Regions from separate parts of the Sus scrofa genome. Here region 1 is linked to region 2. A link is a contact called in public Hi-C data. All regions are on one chromosome and are shown on one strand. The core of a region is the stretch at or near the end of the contact, and the rest is flanking DNA. Distances in the headings are between cores, read along the strand shown. Region 1 holds the start of RAB21 (ras-related protein Rab-21). Region 2 holds the start of CCT2 (chaperonin containing TCP1 subunit 2).

Region 1 (5,699 bases), core at 2,125-4,624, 1.9 Mb after region 2:
ATGCCATGGGAGCGGCCCAAGAAATGGCAAAAAGACAAAAAAAAAAAAAAAAAAAAAAAAGGAATCTGACTAGTATCCATGAGGATGTGGGTTTGATCCCTGGCCTTGCTCAGTGGGTTAAGTTTCTGGCATTACCATGAAGCTGAGATCCTGTGTTGCTGTGGCTGTGGCATAGGACAACAGCCTAAGCTTAAATTCATCCCCTAGCTGAAATATGCCAAAGGTGCAGCCCTAAAAAGACAAAGAAAAATTGTTTTTCAATGATAAATTCAAAGTACTGCATGTAGGTTGTAAGATGATCAAGCTGTTAAATGATCTGGGATCCATATCATTTGAATGGTGGTTGAAAGGACTGGCTATACTAAAACGGGAAGAGAAGAGAAGGCTTAAAGGAAGGTCCTGTAGTTTTCTTCATATGTATAAAGATGTTTCACAAAGAATAGAGGTTAGATAAATGCTGCGTAGGTTGAATGAGGAACAATTAATTGTAGGCAGAGAGGCAACTTTCAATCCAATATGAAGAAGAATTCAGAAGAGACTTCAAAATTAAGTCTCTTTCTGGAGTTCTCTGGTGACACAAGCAGATTAAAGGTCTGGCGTGGTCATTGAAGTGGCTTGGGTCTCTGCTGTGGCGCAGGTTTGATTCCTGGCCTGGGAACTTTCATATGCCATGGGGCATGGCCAAAAAAAGAAATGAAGTCTCTGGAGAACAGACTTGTGGTTGCCAAGGGGGAGAGGGAGGGAGTGGTATGGACTGGGAGTCTGGGGTTAATAGAAGCAAACTATTGCATTTGAGTGGATAAACAATGAGATCCTGCTGTATAGCACAGGGAACTCTATCTAGTCACTTGTGATGGAACATGATGGAAGATAATGTGAGAAAAAGAATGCATATATATATGTGTGACTGGGTCATTTTGCTGTACAGTAGAAAATTGACAGAACACTGTAAACCAACTATAGCGGAAAAAATAAAAATCATTAAAATTAACAAAATTTTTAAAAAATGAAGTCTCTTCCTGATTCTGGAAGAATCCACGAACATGCAAAGACTCTGAGAGAGGAATACAGAGAGAAATAGAGAATACATCCTCAGATGCAATCATGAAGATATTTTATAAAAAAATAAGTTCTCTTTAATGGCTGATTCTAAGTAAATTGAAGTAATATCATCCTTCTCCAATCCATTCTTCATTTTGTTTTGTTTTGTTTTGTTTTGTTTTTCCTTTTTAGGGCCACACCCAAGGCATATGGGAGTTCCCAGGCTAGGGGTCAAATCGGAGCTGCAGCTGCCGGCCTACGCCCCAGCCACAGTACCACAGGATCTCAGCTGCATCTGTGACCTACACCACAGCTCACAGTGGCAATACTGGATCCTTAACCCACTGAGTAAGGGCAGGGATCAAACCCACATTCTCATGGATACTAGTCAGGTTTGTAACCCGCTTAGCCACAATGGGAACTCCCTCCCATCCATTTTTCAAATTACAGCCAGAGTGATTTTTTAAAAGTCAAATCTGATTATATCATCTCCTTATTAAAACCCTTCATTTGCTGAAAGGACCTTTCAGTATTGATTCCTGGCTTCCATACCAATGCCGGTTTCATCTGAAGCTCTCTGCATTCTTACCACACTTCTCATCCTCATGTACTCATTCCTATCTGAAAGCAATAGTACACCCTTGGAGTTCCCGTCGTGGCGCAGTGGTTAACGAATCCGACTAGGAACCATGAGGTTGCGGGTTCGGTCCCTGCCCTTGCTCAGTGGGTTAACGATCCGGCGTTGCCGTGAGCTGTGGTGTAGGTTGCAGACGCGGCTCGGATCCCACGTTGCTGTGGCTCTGGCGTAGGCCGGTGGCTACAACTCCGATTCGACCCCTAGCCTGGGAACCTCCATATGCCGTGGGAGCGGCCCAAGAAATAGCAAAAAGACAAAAAAAAAAAAAAAAATAGTACACCCTACTCTCTGCTTGCAAAGCTCTCCTTCCTTTTTGCCTAGGTTACTCCTACTCAAAAGTAACATTTTCCCAGAAGCCTCCCCTATATGCTGAACCATTTGGATCCCCATATACATTTGCAACATAGCTGAACTGCTTTATCAGGATGAAAGCATTCCTTATATAATGAATGTGTCTGTCTTCCCTGCTAAAATGTAAGCTCTATGACATAGGCATTGTATCTTGTTCATACAGTGCCTGGCATATGTGGGCACCTTCAAATATTTGTTGAATGAATGAATGGACTATCTGGTTTGAAGTGGAAAAGGAGTCTCATAAAAAATATTTGCCTAAATGACATCAAATTTCTAGTTGCAAACTTTTAGCACTAGTATGGTTTCTTGGAAGAGTATGTTTCATGAAAGAAAGAGGATGCAGATGAGGAAATATAAGCAATCATCAAAGAAGCCAGGCCTATCAAGGTGGTATCAATACAGTATGTCAAAAACTTCATGGGGCAGAGTTTCCTAGTGGCCTAGTTGTTAAGGATCCCAAGTTTCCACTGCTGTGGTTTGGGTCACTGGGGTGGCTGGGGTTTGATCTCTGTTAGGGGAACTTCTGCATGATGCAGACACAGCCCTTCTCCCTCCCCCCCCCAAAAAAAACCTTCATAGGGAAAAAAAAGATCTTCATGGAAGACAGAAAAACTGGGAAACCAAGGCATAATGGTTTAAAATGTATCATTCATTCCCAAATATTTATATAATGACTATTATGTGCCTGGCATTGGGATTCAGAAGCTCAAAGGTGGAGCAAGTTCTCACGTAGTTTTTGTCTTTAACAAATTTACAGCCTAGTAAAAATATTCAGCAAAGTAATTTCCAAGTAAGCGCTGCTAGAGAGGTTCTGCCAATGTTATGAATTACCTAACTCAGGTGGGTAAGAAAGGGATGGAAGGATAGAAGGAGAAGGATGGGTAGTCAGGGAAGCCTTTGAGTTTAAGCTGACACCTGAAAGATGAGGAAGAGTCCAGGTGGTCTGGGGGAACTTGAAGTTCAATAGCTAGGATTTGGGACCCCACAGAGAAATACTATCAAGATACTGACGGCACCTTGGCAGATTCGGCTTATGGGGACACTGGATGGGAGAGGTCATTAGCATTGCGAATATTCTCTAGGCATGAACAACATTCTGCACTTCAACATTCCACCTGAGCTGGGGTTGCTTGAAATTATTCATTCCTTATTCCTGCTCCCAGCAACTGCAGAGTGGTGTGCCCCGCAGACACCCTAGGTCTGCAGGCGAGACCGGCAGGAGTTAACTCCACTCTCGTCCAACTCACTGCGGGTGGGGGCGGGAGTGGGGAAGAGGCCCCAGAAGCCCCGCCCACATCCAGACACGTTAATCTACGCCGCGTCCCAGGGGCCGCACGCGGCCGCGGCGATCATGTGACCCGAAGTGTGACGTAGGAGGAAGGAGACGCCATTAGAGGGAGGCGGAGAGGGACAGCTCTGCCTTTCCTCGGATACCTGACGTGGTGGCTGGGGCCCGTCATTCTCGGACTTTACCTCGGTCCTTCCAGGCCTTGCCCAGAGGAGGGAGTGGAGACGGCGCCCGGGATTGGCGGCGCCGATGCGGAGGGGCCTGTGTCGGCCGAGGCTGTGAAGGAGCTGCGGTGGCCGTGGGGCGCTCGGCACGGCTCTAGGGCTCGGGCGTTAGGGACGCGACGGGATGGCTGCGGCCGGCGGCGGCGGGGCGGCGGCAGCCCGAGCCTACTCGTTCAAGGTGGTGCTGCTGGGGGAAGGCTGCGTGGGAAAGACGTCGTTGGTGCTGCGCTACTGCGAGAACAAGTTCAACGACAAGCACATCACCACTCTGCAGGTGCGGGCCCCGGGGAGCGGGAGTGGCGCCTTGGGGCCCCTACCCCTCCGGGGCTCAGAGGACTTTGTTGCCACGGTTCTCTGTGTCGCGGGGCTCTCATATCTCAGGCCTGTCACCTCCGCCTTCGGATTCACTTTCCGAATTCGCCCTGGGGACGGCGTTTGTCCGGGCAGCCTGGAGACACAAGGACGGGCTGTTGGGAGGGGAGTGGAAGGGCCCTGAAAAGTCCCCAGTGTGGCCGCGCATGTCGTGGAATCCCCATCGGTGGACTAGTTTTTCCCCTTTGATTCGCTTCCGCTTAGGCCCTAGGTGTCTTCACCCTGCGGTCCACCAGTGTCGGTCCTTTTTCTTTCTTTCGGAATTAGGAATTTAGCTGAGGATTTGATTTTTCGAATTAGGTGATTTATAACTTCAGCTCTTACTGATGACTAAGTGTTTATGCATGTTCCATTTTGTCCTGTCTTCGAGTAATATGGTGATTGGCAAAACATTCATCTCCAGAGGGTTTTTGAAATGACCGCTTGCCGGTGTGGGTTACGCAGTTCCATTGCTGCCTGCGTAGGTCTGACTTGTGGGTCACTTGTATTCAGCGATGTGGGTCGATCCATATTCACATGGAAACGTCATGGTCCTCAAACTAACAGTTTAGCTACAAATACTATTTCTTTGGTTGTAATTTAGGGCCGCCTTTCATCAGCAGATACATCATGGTTAGTCAGAAAAGTGTTAAAATGTAGTCATTAATTGGGAGTGAATTCAGGCTTTTGAGGTGGTTGGAGTCTCCCTCTTCCAAAGAAATCAGTTTGCACGTGTTAGAAGAAAAGTTTCCAACGAATCTGCCCTGATCAATTTAGTCAGAGGCAGTAAAATCTAATGGACTTTTGAGCCTGATGTTTAGGTTCATATCGCAGTTCCATCCCTTTAACTAGCTGTTTGATCTTGGGCAAGTTAATTAACCTCTCTGTGCCTAAGTTTCTTCATCTGTTAAAATGGCCCTGATAGTAATATCTAGCTCTTGGGGTTGTCAGAGCAAATACACATAAAAACACTTAGGACCTGGTCCAGTGTAAGCTCTCTATCTTTATTATTACTACCCCCAATTGCACAATACATCCTAATTAGTGATTGTGTCGTTCATAAGTACATGGACATTATTTAATAGAATGCACAATCTCCTAATTATTGTGACATTTGATGTTTGATGCTATTTTTAAACTACCAAGTCTAGAATTTACAAAGATGCTCTGGTTCTGATTCCATGTTCTATTTTTACTCCTCTGTAAAGCATAATATCTGAAATAGTGAATGTCAGGAAACTGCATTTTTTTTTTCTCATGTCTTTGTATAGGGTCACTTAATGCAATTTTAGTTGTAGTTGAGTTATTAGTGAGATCAGGGAAATTCATAGGATAAATACCTATGGTCAGTTGGAAGTTTAGAAGTTTATTTAGGTAAAGTATAATAATATCTAACATTTAGTTCTTACTGTGCTAGGTATTTTACTTCTGTCTTTTAATTCTTATAACAGCTTTATGAGGTGGATAGTTTTATTAGCCTCATTCTACAGGTGATGAAACAAGTGTGGCAAAATTGAGTAATTTGCTGGCCATCATATTGCCACAAGTCATGGTTCCCAAGCTGAAATTTGAATCCAGTTCTGACTTACTTTGAGCAGTAAGTCACACTCTCTGGATATTGGTGAACAACCCCTTAGTGGGGTTTTTTTTTGAGCTACACATCTTAGAGAAAATAGAAAACCATTGTAACTGAGCTCTTTATTTTTTTTTTAAAGGTAATTTAGCCCTTCAATCTAAAAATTACATGACATTATACATTCTAAAAACATCCTTGAAGCTAAAAGCAGGCTAAAGATTTTTAATT
Region 2 (5,434 bases), core at 2,523-5,022:
GTTCCCCCGAAGCTGAGCGTTTAACCCCTGGGGTACAAGGGTGACACCAAAGGAGGTAGGAAAGGAGGAAAAGTTAAAAAAAAAAACACTCACAATGGAGAAAGGACAAATGGTTGTGAGTCCCCTCATGGGGCCTCCTGCTGACTATCTCAGGCCTTAGCTCACAAGTAGCAGGGCCTGCCTTCCAGTCCCCATCCACAAGCCCCTTGGGGGAGTTCCTGTCGTGGCTCAGCAGTAACGAACCCAACTAGTTCCATGAGGACCCAGGTTTGATCCCTGACCTCGCACAGTGGGTTAAGGATCCAGCATTGCGGTGAACTGTGGTGTAGGTCGCAGACGTGGCTCAGATCTCACATTGCTGTGGCTGTGGGGTAGGTTGGCAGCTAGAGCTCTGATTTGACCCCTAGCCTGGGAACTTAGATACACTGTGGATGCGGCCCTAAAAAGACCAAAAAAAAAAACAAAAAAAAAAACAAAAACCCTTGGTTGGGCAGAGGTGCTGGTTTCTCTGTCACCCAGAGTCTCAGACTTGCCTGCTGGAGAACATTATAATATTTCCAGGTATGTGATTCTGCACACAATAAAAACAGCTGTTTTCAATATTGTGCAGGCATCTTAGCTTCTTGTGACTCTTCTCCTTCTGGTGTGTGTGATTTGAGATCTGCTGATTGAGTTGCATTCCTAAGAGAAGAACAAGTTTTCCTGCAAAAAATAGAGAACTCTTGATAGATTTAAAATAACAGTTCGTCCAATCTGAACATCCTTTTTCATGATGGACCTTGGACATAGTGTAAACCAGGGTCAGGAAACTATTTCTGTAAAGGATCAGAGAGTAAATATCTTAGGCTTAATAGGCTATAGAGTTCATTTCAAATACTCAATCTTCCATTGTATAACTCTGTATTGTATTGCCCAGTATAAAAATGAATGAGTTTGCTTGTCTTCCAATCAAGCTTTATGGACACCAAAATATAAATTTCATGTAATTTTCAGAGTTCCCGTTGTGGCTCAGCAGAAAGGAATCTGGCTGGTAACCATGAGGTCTCAGATTTGATCCCTGGCCTCCCTCAGTGTGTTAAGGATCTGGTGTTGGTGTGAGCTGTGGTGTAGGTCACAGATTCGGCTTGGATCCTGCGTTGCTGTGGCTGTGGCGTAGGCTGGCAGCTGTAGCTCTGATTAGACCCCTAGCCGGGAAACCACCATATGCTGCAGGTGTGGCCCTAAAAAGCAAAAATAAATTGGAGTTCCCGTTGTGGCACAGGGGTTAGCGAATCCGACTAGGAACCATGAGGTTTCAGGTTTGATCCCTGGCCTTGCTCAGTGGGTTAAGGAGACGCCACTCAGATCCCGTGTTGCTGTGGCTCTAGCTGTAGGCGGGCAGCTACAGCTCCGATTAGATCCCTAGCCTGGGAACCTCCATATGCCGTGAATGCGGCCCTAGAAAAGGCAAAAAGAAAAAAAAAGCAAAAATAAATAAACTGAGTCACCTTGCTGTACAGTAGAAAATTGACAGAACACTGTAAATGAGCTATAATGGAAAAAATAAAAATCATTATAAATAAATAAATTTCATGTAATTTTTAATGTATCACAAAAGTTTTTGTTTTTGATCAAAATGTGAAAATCTTTTTTTTTTTTTTTTTGGTCTTTTTGCCGTTTCTTGAGCTGCTCCCACAGCATATGGAGGTTCCCAGGCTAGGAGTTGAATCAGAGCTGTAGCCACCGGCCTAAGGCCAGAGCCACAGCAACGCGGGATCCGAGCCGCGTCCGCAACCTACACCACAGGTCACGACAACGCCAGATCATCAACCCACTGAGCAAGGCCAGGGATCGAACCCGCAACCCCATGGTTCCTAGTCAGATTCGTTAACCACTGAGCCACGACGGGAACTCCTGAAAATCATTTTTAACTCTCTGGCCATACAAAATCAGGTGGTGAGTTGGATTTGGCTCCCCATGGTTTTTCAACCCCTGGAGTAAATTAACCTTTTTAGAATTTTATCTGAAGGGTAGAAACAATAATTGAAAAATCTATTAATGTTAATAATTGCCAAAATCCAAGTGCTCCCTAGGTGAATAGTTTTTTTTTTTTTTTTTTTTTTGGCTTTTTAGGGTGGCACCCTTGGCATATGGAAGTTCCCAAGCGAGGGGTCAAATCGGAGCTACAGCTGCTGGCCTACACCAAAGCTCACAGCAATGACAGATCGTTAACCCACTGAGTGAGGCCTGGGATCGAACCCACATCCTCACGGATCCTAGTCGGGTCTGTTAACTACTGAGCCACGGAGGGAACTCCTAAATAGATTTTTTTTTTAAGCACAAATATTCTACTTTGAACATCCTAGAGGGTCAACGTAAGGAAAATAGAAAACTTCTTAATAAACAGAAATATTTACGATTGATCTTGCTCTCTACCACAGCTTAAGAGGATGTTGGTCATCCCTACAACTGTGAGTGATGGTGCTGGTGGTGGTGAGCCCTCCTAAAAATGAGCAAGCAGGGCAAAGACAAAGTAAATGTCTCTGTCAGAGCTCACAAGACCTTGTCCTGGTCAGTCCAATTAAAAAGTGTTCTAAAATTCAATAAAAGAAATGCAATTCTTGGAGTTCCTGTTGGGGGTCAGTGGTAATGAACCTGACTAGTATCCATGAGGATGCGGGTTCCATCCCTGGCCTCACTCAGTGGGTTAAGGATCTGGCATTGCTGTGGCTGCTGTGTAGGCCGGTGGCTACAGTTGTGATTCAATCCCTGACCTGGAAACTTCCATATATCTCCAGTGAGGCCCTAAAAAGACAAAAAACAGAAGCAAACAAAACAGAAATCTGTGTTCCTCTGTATTAATAATGCTCAAAATTGGAGTTCCCGTCGTGGCGCAGTGGTTAACAAATCTGACTAGGAACCATGAGGTTGCGGGTTCGGTCCCTGCCCTTGCTCGGTGGGTTAACGATCCGGCGTTGCCGTGAGCTGTGGTGTAGGTTGCAGACGCGGCTCGGATCCCTCGTTGCTGTGGCTCTGGTGTAGGCCGGTGGCTGCGGCTCCGATTGGACCCCTAGCCTGGGAATCTCCATATGCCGTGGGAGCGGCCCAAGAAATAGCAGGAAAAAAAAAAAATAATTAAAAAAAAATAATGCTCAAAATTAAACTAGCAGTAAAATATTATAACACTTTAAATTGTGTATATGTAGCACCTCAAGGCAAAAATTTTTTAAGGTTAAATTTAAGAAAAAAACCCTCCGCGTTCCCATGGTGGCTCAGCGGTAAAGAATCCGACTAGTATCCATGAGGACGCAGGTTCGATCTCCTGCCTCACTCAGTAGGTTAAGGATCCAGTTTTGCCGTGAGTTGTGGTGTAGGCCGCAGACTCCACTCAGATCCCACGTTGCTGTGGCTGCGGTGTAGGCCGGCAGCTATAGCTCCGATTAGACCCCTAGCCTGGGAACTTCCATTTGCCTCAGCGCAGCCCTAAAAAGAAAAAAAAAATTAAAACTTGCAAGAGAAATCTCCGTTGCTATGGCAACCCCCAAGGGCGGCGAGGCGTCTCTTCCATCTTGGGGCGTTCTGCTTCCAAACCGCTAGTTCCCAAGCAAAACGTCACACCCTCCTTTCCTAGTCCTGAGCAGGTGGCTCCGCAAGGGGCAGAGGGCAGCCAAGGCCCCGCCCCTCGAGCTTGACTGGCAGCGTTTCCGACCCGCGGGGCTCCCTTCGAAATGCTGCCCCTTCCCTTCCCCCCAGGGCGGCGCCCATAAGGAGCCGCGCGCCGGCCCGGGCTCCGCCCCCTGCGGGAGAGCGTGTGGCGTCACTTCCGGCCTCTTTTCCCTCTGGACCGGATCGCGAGCTGTGAGGGGTGCGCGTGTGTACCGAACTCCTCGGAACCATGGTGAGTCTGGTCCCGCAGTCCCTGCCCAAGGCCCCCAGTGCCGCGCCGCCCTCTGCCCATCTCTGTGTTCCCAACGACGCGGGCTCCCTGAGTCTGTCCCCCGGGGCCGCAGCACATGGCGCAGGCCGCGGCGTGTGGCCTGCGCCGGGCCGGCGTGTGAGGCCCCCGGTGCGGGCCCGAGGGAGGAGTGGGCCTTAAGGCCAGCGTCTTATTCGGAGTCGGCCTCTCCGCAGTCTCAAACCTCAAGGGCCGCGTTTCACCCCAAGCAGAGAAATTTCTAGTGCACCGGGCGGGTCGGCGAGGCGGACCCCGCCCTCCCCCTCGGGGCGGAGCCTGGAGCGGCCGGAGGGCGAAGCTGGAAGCGGGGCCGCTGTGTTCCCTCGTCCGCCTGGCGGTCGTCGCGCGAGTGGGCTACAACCCCGGCCACCTCATTTTTAAAATCATCTTTGAACTTGCTGTACACCGATAATCTCTCTGACGTAGAATTTTTATTTTTGGAGCATTTGTGGTTCTAAACAGCAGTGTCACTTTAGTCCCTCCCTCCGCTTTAAATACCGCCCCGGTGATGAAGAGCTTCATTTGTTTAAAAAAGGACGCTATTCTGCAAACTGATTTTCTCTTAGATAGCAACTGGTAAGTCTAGTGGAAGGTATCCAAGTATATGTGTTAAGGAGTACTGGTACTTAGACTGATTCTTGTTTGTCCCTTTTAGGCGTCCCTTTCCCTGGCACCTGTTAATATCTTCAAGGCTGGGGCTGATGAAGAGAGAGCAGAGACAGCTCGTCTGGTAAGCCTCGTTCTTATTCTTTAAAAGATACAATAGTGGAGGGGGATGTTCGTTTTTTGTTTTTTTGTTTGTTTTTTCACAATTTAAGACTCTTAAGTTGATTTTCATCATCTCTTTAATCTTTACTCCAGTCCTCTTTTATTGGTGCCATCGCTATTGGAGACTTGGTAAAGAGCACGTTGGGACCCAAGGGCATGGTAAGAAAAATAGGGATTTTTAATACTGTTTTAGAACTTTTTGTAGAAATGTAATAGCATGCTTTTTGAAGACGCTTTTAAATATTTAATTGTTGATTATACTTAAAGACTTGTGTGTATTTTCCTTATTAAAAATCAGTGACTAAAGTCCTCTTTCATCTCAAATGCCACTCCCCTCCCCAGTCCTTTTGGACATAAACATAATCAATGCCTTTGTTCTTATGTAGAGGTAAGGGTATCTTATGTGTTAGGTGTTTTTTATGTATTGTCATTGTAACAGAACGTTGTTTTATCTCTTCACAGATAATATTTGTATGTACTTTTTCTGTAACTTGGTTTTTTTAAATTCCTTTCGGTGTAAATGTACCCGTCCTCTTTGCCAAATAGTATTCTGCATGTTGCTTATTTTATGGTTTGTATTTATTACTTTGTTGTGAGAAATAGTTTGCATCTGTTGCCTTCGCTATTACATTGTAGAAACAGCCTTGTTCATAGCTCTCTCTTCTTTTGTTTTTAAGGGCTGAACCCACAGCATATGTAGGTTCCCAGGCTAGGGGTCAAATCAGAGCTGTA

The links. A called contact is a pair of places that touch in the nucleus more often than the background predicts.
Region 1: a contact with region 2 is called in a Hi-C map of heart right ventricle, with 7 times the contacts expected there. The contact joins the promoter of RAB21 here to the promoter of CCT2 in region 2. A contact is called at or near these places in 1 of 5 promoter capture datasets (liver) and 1 of 47 Hi-C or Micro-C datasets (heart right ventricle).

What each region holds. Positions count from the first base shown.
Region 1 is chr5:35,753,899-35,759,597 of Sscrofa11.1, forward strand. RAB21 (ras-related protein Rab-21) reads left to right here and starts at 3,375. Exons shown (of 7, transcript XM_003481659.4): 1 at 3,375-3,818. The coding sequence starts at 3,669.
Region 2 is chr5:33,854,765-33,860,198 of Sscrofa11.1, forward strand. It overlaps CCT2 (chaperonin containing TCP1 subunit 2), which reads left to right and starts at 3,773. Exons shown (of 17, transcript NM_001170520.2): 1 at 3,773-3,877; 2 at 4,590-4,664; 3 at 4,796-4,861. The coding sequence starts at 3,875.